2 separate regions of the Ovis aries genome follow, and region 2 is linked to region 1. The links are chromatin contacts, called in public Hi-C maps. All regions are on one chromosome and are shown on one strand. The core of a region is the stretch at or near the end of the contact, and the rest is flanking DNA. Distances in the headings are between cores, read along the strand shown. Region 1 overlaps ARMC2 (armadillo repeat containing 2). Region 2 has its middle 27 kb from the start of FOXO3.

What was found. A called contact is a pair of places that touch in the nucleus more often than the background predicts.
Region 2: a Hi-C map of muscle shows a contact between it and region 1, with 10 times the contacts expected there. The contact joins two enhancer-like sites. A contact is called at or near these places in 9 of 16 Hi-C or Micro-C datasets (hypothalamus, mesenteric adipose tissue, mixed tissues and 5 more).

What each region holds. Positions count from the first base shown.
Region 1 is chr8:28,581,025-28,583,724 of ARS-UI_Ramb_v3.0, forward strand. All of the region lies in intron 6 of ARMC2 (armadillo repeat containing 2), which reads right to left. Among named protein-coding and RNA genes, the nearest start is that of ARMC2, 40 kb to the right of the region's middle. Within about 2 kb of position 1,342, at least 22 of the 54 cell types and tissues checked have an H3K27ac peak or open chromatin away from gene starts, as enhancers often do.
Region 2 is chr8:28,948,868-28,951,567 of ARS-UI_Ramb_v3.0, forward strand. No RefSeq gene overlaps it. Among named protein-coding and RNA genes, the nearest start is that of FOXO3, 27 kb to the left of the region's middle. Within about 2 kb of position 1,259, at least 2 of the 54 cell types and tissues checked have an H3K27ac peak or open chromatin away from gene starts, as enhancers often do.

The DNA.
Region 1 (2,700 bases), core at 92-2,591:
AATTAAACTCAGTAAAGATCATGTAAAGAAATCATAACTTTAAACTCCGAGGCACTCTGGAGTTCTGGCTTGTTTCTGCTTGTTTGTTTTTTCTTTTTAAACATCCCTCTATAACATAAAATAAAGAGAAAACTACAGATATGTAAAGAACAAGGATTTTGAAAATGTTTTAATGGAAAATTTTCTGAGGGAGGCCTGCAGGGACTTTCTCTCCTACAGAAAATAGAATGTTCACAGTATTGTGGGGCCAGGGCTTCTCACACCAGTGGTTTTGTGTGGGGCAACAGGAAGCCTGAGCTCTGGGTGCTGACAGACCTCAGTTCAAATCCCAGCTCCGTTACTGATGCACTGGGTGATGGGGGTCTGGTTTCTTATCCTTTCTGAGCCTCATCAGCAAAACCGAGATTAAAATATTTGCCTTCAGGGTTATGAGAATTCAAAGACCCGATGTAAGCAAAGCTCTGAGCCCAGTGCCTAGCATCTAGAAGCACTCAGTCAGCATGGTTTCACTTCCCTGGTTAAAAAAAAAAAAACAACAATAAAGAGGTCATCCCTGTCTGAAGTGTATCAGGCTGTGTGTTATCACCAGATCACCGAGAGAGAGGCAGCCTGAGGAGGCAGCTGTGGACAAGTTAGAACTCCCACAGATGGTGTACTTTAGATCCAACAGGTCTGCATTTTTGTCACAACACTCTCAGGAGGTCCCCACATTGTCACTATTTTCCAGATGAAGAGAGAGGGGCTCAGGGTTATTAAGTAACCTGGCCAAAGTCACAGAGCTCCACTGCATTGCACTTGACCTCTTTGGGGGCTATTCTGCCCTGAAGCAAATTGGCAAACTAAAAGATAACTTCAGGCAGAAATGTAAATCGTATTAGAAACTGCAAATCATGATTACATTTCACACAGGCAAGATCTCAAGGTCTAAAACAAAGACTGTCTAGCCGGGGGTGGGGGGTGGGGGCTGCCGGGCCAGACACTCAGAAGCAGAGCTAGAGACAAAATCCACAGCCTTCCTCCTCTGACGGCCTCGCCCTGAGGCCCTCAGGCTTTCCAGGTGGCTCTAGTGGTAAAGAACCTGTCTGCCAATGTAGGAGACATGAGCGATGCGGGTTCGATCCCTGGGTCGGGAAGATCCCTTGGAGGAGGGCATGGCCGCCCACTCCAGTATTCTTGCCTGGAGAATCCCATAGACAGAGGAGCCTGGAGGGCTGTAACCCATGGACCTCAAAGAGCCAGACATGACTGAAGCGACTCAGCACAGGCACACATGGTGCTCACACTGCTTCACACATCACTGCCAGCACGGTCTTCTGAGGCAGCACCCTGCAGCAAAGCATGTGACTATAACACACTAAAGAAACAAAAACGAGAACTGGACTCCCACCAGCACAGGCCAGGCACTGTCACTAAATGAGTTTGTACAGTATCTCAGCTCTCAGAGCTCCCGAGGTTTAGGAGCTGCAGGAAAAGGACTGCAGACCACCACCTCCATCTTCTGGCTCATTACTCTTACAAATCTTCCCTGACACTGATAAATCACGGATATGGATCCTAAAAGTAAACACGACTATTCAAGCTGTATAAACAACATAGTTGCTCATATTCCCAGGTGTCGGACACACTCAAAGTCCAAAGTATGAGAAATAAAATCAACATACATCAAGGCAAGGGGAAAGCCCAGAGATAAGAAGCCAGACAAATAATATAATAGACAATCATCCATGACAAACTTAAACTTATTAGAAATACAGACTTCAATGAGTCCAAATTTCACTGATTTCAGTTGAAATCAGTTTTGTTTTTTTTTTTTTATACCTTCTATGCGGTATGCTCTCTTAAGCAGAACCATTCTGTGAGAAACCACAATTATCAAACCGTTTGTCAGGACAAACAAAATTGATAACATGTTCACCCCAGGAAGAGCCGAATTACAGGGGTGAGCCAGAAATCACAGAGCAGTTTGTTTAACCTTTGGAAAGGAAAGGCCCTCACAGGCCCTTCCGAGTGCTTCTGAGACTTGTTTCTTCTCAGAACAGAAGTTAGCCAGACACTGTGGCGTAAGAGTTTGCTTTCAACCCTCTCCCAGGAACCCCCGTGTGAGCTGGGGTGTCCAGCCATGGCCTTTCCCCTCACGCATCTCCTCCAACTCTGCTCTCCAAAGAAATCTGATTTTATACGCTAACCCAGCTCCTACCCTAGAAACGGAAGCCTGGAGTCATGTGATCACTTTTTAAGATTGCCAGATGATAAATAAATAGAGTTTGTCTCCGTCTTGGGCAACAACCTAACATTCTAGAGAGCACTTTCATCTAGGTTCACACTTTGCTAAATATAAAAATTGTGATTCAACAGGAAATTGGGTAAGTCAAGCAGAAATTTCAGCATGTTTTTGGAAGATTTTGCTGTCTCAGTGGTTACAGTTCTTCACCACAGCTTTTGAGTTCGGGACACAAAAACTTGACAATGTTTATTGGCTGCTGGTTTTAGCATGCACATGTAAGATGCTTAGCAACAATGCTGACTGGGAAATCAGTCTAAGATTCTCCTGACTACTACAGAAATTCCTGCTGGTCACAAAAGTCATTTTACTGATAAGAAATTTGTTTGGAAGATAAGAAAATATTTTTTGAATTATTAGCTTGGTTTCATAAAAGTTCATGTGCACCAAAATATTATACGAAGAAGGTAATGAACACC
Region 2 (2,700 bases), core at 9-2,508, 370 kb after region 1:
TCTGTGAGGACCAGGCAGCCTCATCCCTAAGTCAGTCACAATGCCCAAGGGGAATGGGCTCCTCTGATTGGTGTAAACCAAACAGGGACCACTCCTGGAGCTGGGCTGTGATCAGTCTCGTACAGCACGCCTGGCTGCCGCAAAATGACATGGGGCATGGTCACAGAAAACGGGACCCTGAATTTTGACGGAAGAAAAGAAACAGATGCTGGGGACGTGGCCCATACAAGTGTGCACGCTAATGGGTGGTCTCCAGTGTTTTCCATCATCTACCTCAATCAATAAACATGATACATATTTTGCTACCAATACAGCTTCTGCTAACGTAGCAGTATATTGTTCATCATAGAGCAAACGTGTTTTCGAAAGCTGAAATAAAAGAAAAATTATGGTTTTATGTTTTATCTATTAACAGGGTTCGAAAAGCTTTTTGCCATCAAGTCTGTGATTGGAAATACCTTATGCTCTTTTTAAAAATTCCAGCTTAATACTTCATGATTCAAAGGCCTAATCTTAAGTTTACATCTACACTTGGTTTTAATGGCTGTTATAGCAAAACAAAATACTCAAATGTCGATTCAAGTTAGACAAATTAAATTAATGGCTGCACCTCCTAATTCCTGATACTAGTTTTTTCAGTTCCATGCACCATTTACACAAAGTTGACAAAAGGTTAAAAAAAAATGAACCCTTAATTTGGAAGCTCATGAAATTTCATGTTTTGTAAGTGTGCAGATGTGGGAATTTTTATAAGTGACATCATTTTTGGCCACAAATCACATCTTGATGCAATATTCACAGACATGTTCAAAATGTTCTCTTTATAGCAGCAGTTACAGCTGTTGTAAAGCTGCTTCTTTCTCACTCTGATTTTTAAAACATCACTCATTCCTTCAAGGTACTGATTCGAAAAATACTCATTAGCAGAAAACTACTAAACTACTTATCACAGGAATGGTTGGCAAATTTAGAACAATTAAGTTTTTTTCTTTGTCAAGGAAAAATGTATAACTCATCTTTAAGTCCCAAAATTCTTTTAAGCACTTTGTCATGAGCAATCCAAAAGCCTCTATGTGGAACCAAAGTTTTTTGTGGCCACATCAATCCTCCACCATTTCATTTACAAAACTCTGTGAAGATCCTGCTACTGAAAGCTGTCTTTATAAAAGTAACCATGTCACTGACAGCCTGGAACACTGAACTGTAGCACAAGGTGATTCACTGCTGGCGGATGGACAAGCCTGTCAAGTCTCAGCACTGTGGCTGCCACCTCGCCCTGAGGACAAGTCACGTGGCTCTGGGTGCCTGCCAGCAGGCCTCGAGAGGTGCTAAGGGAAAGCCTGGTTGTGAAAAAGAGTAAAACACTTTTCATTTCTAAGTTTTTGGCTTATTTATAAATTTTAAATATGCTTTCCAACAAAACAGAACTTCCTGTACTTTTTTCCTGCATCTCAGGGCCTGTCATGTGCCCTGGTAGTGTGTACTCTCCCCAGTTTGGAGACCACTGCCCTCTGGTAGGACTTCGAGGATGCTAGTCTTGCTGCCATGGATTTCTGAGCTTCTTAGGAACAGGGGCTGGCCTGGACCTTCCTGTCCCTCCCAGGAACCCGGCACAGGGTCGGCTACTCCATGATGCTGGATGAATGGATGCCGGCATTCTGCCAGCTGGAAGCTCTGGGATGTGCTGATGCCCATGCAGACCCAGATGTGGGGTAGGGCTCAGAGAGGAATAAGTCCCAGGGCCTGTTCTTGAGCCTTCCTCATGTACTGGCCTGCTGCTGCTACTGCTGCTGCTAAGTCGCTTCAGTTGTGTCCAACTCTGTGCAACCCCAGAGACGGCAGCCCACCAGGCTCCGCCATCCCTGGAATTCTCCAGGCAAGAACACTGGAGTGGGTTGCCATTTCCTTCTCCAATGCATGAAAGTGAAAAGTGAAAGTGAAGTTGCTCAGTCGTGTCCGACTTAGTGACCCCACGGACTGCATCCTACCAGGCTCCTCTGTTCATGGGATTTTCCAGGCAAGAGTACTGGAGTGGGGTGCCATTGCCTTCTCCGGTACTGGCCTGAGGGATGTATAAACATGGGATGGCATACAACCCAGGGCAGAATGAAGTAGGAGCTGCTGAAGAAATGCTAGAAAGGTGTAGGAGAAAGGAGTAAAAGACCCTGTGTTCTTGTTCATTCTCCCTAGAAGGATTGTGAAAGGCTTCCTGGGGTAGGTGGCATTTTGTTCAGTGGTATAGGTTTTTGTACCATTGAAACAAGGAGAAAGGAGAGAGAAGAGGATGAAGTGGCCTTTAGGAAAGTGAAAGTCGCTCGTTTGTGTCTGACTCTTTGAGATCCCATGGACTGTACCCCACGAGGCTCTTCTGTCCATGGAATTCTCCAGGCAAGAACAGTAGAGTGGGTTGCCATTCCCTTCACCAGCGGATCTTCCTGACCCAGGGATCAAACCCAGGCCTCCCGCACTGCAGGCAGATTCTTCATCGTTTGAGCCACGAGGGAAGTCCTTCGTCAATGAGGAGGGCCTGTAGGGAGAAAGTATAGGTGGAGGATGGAGAGCTCACCAGATCACTCTCAAGGACAAACTAAAAAATTCCACAGGTGGTGGGCTGGGACGTTGTAATAGTACTCCAGATACACTAGGCTTTAATAAAACTGTTTGTCTCATGGGAAGACGGTCATGAGCTGTGGACTCACA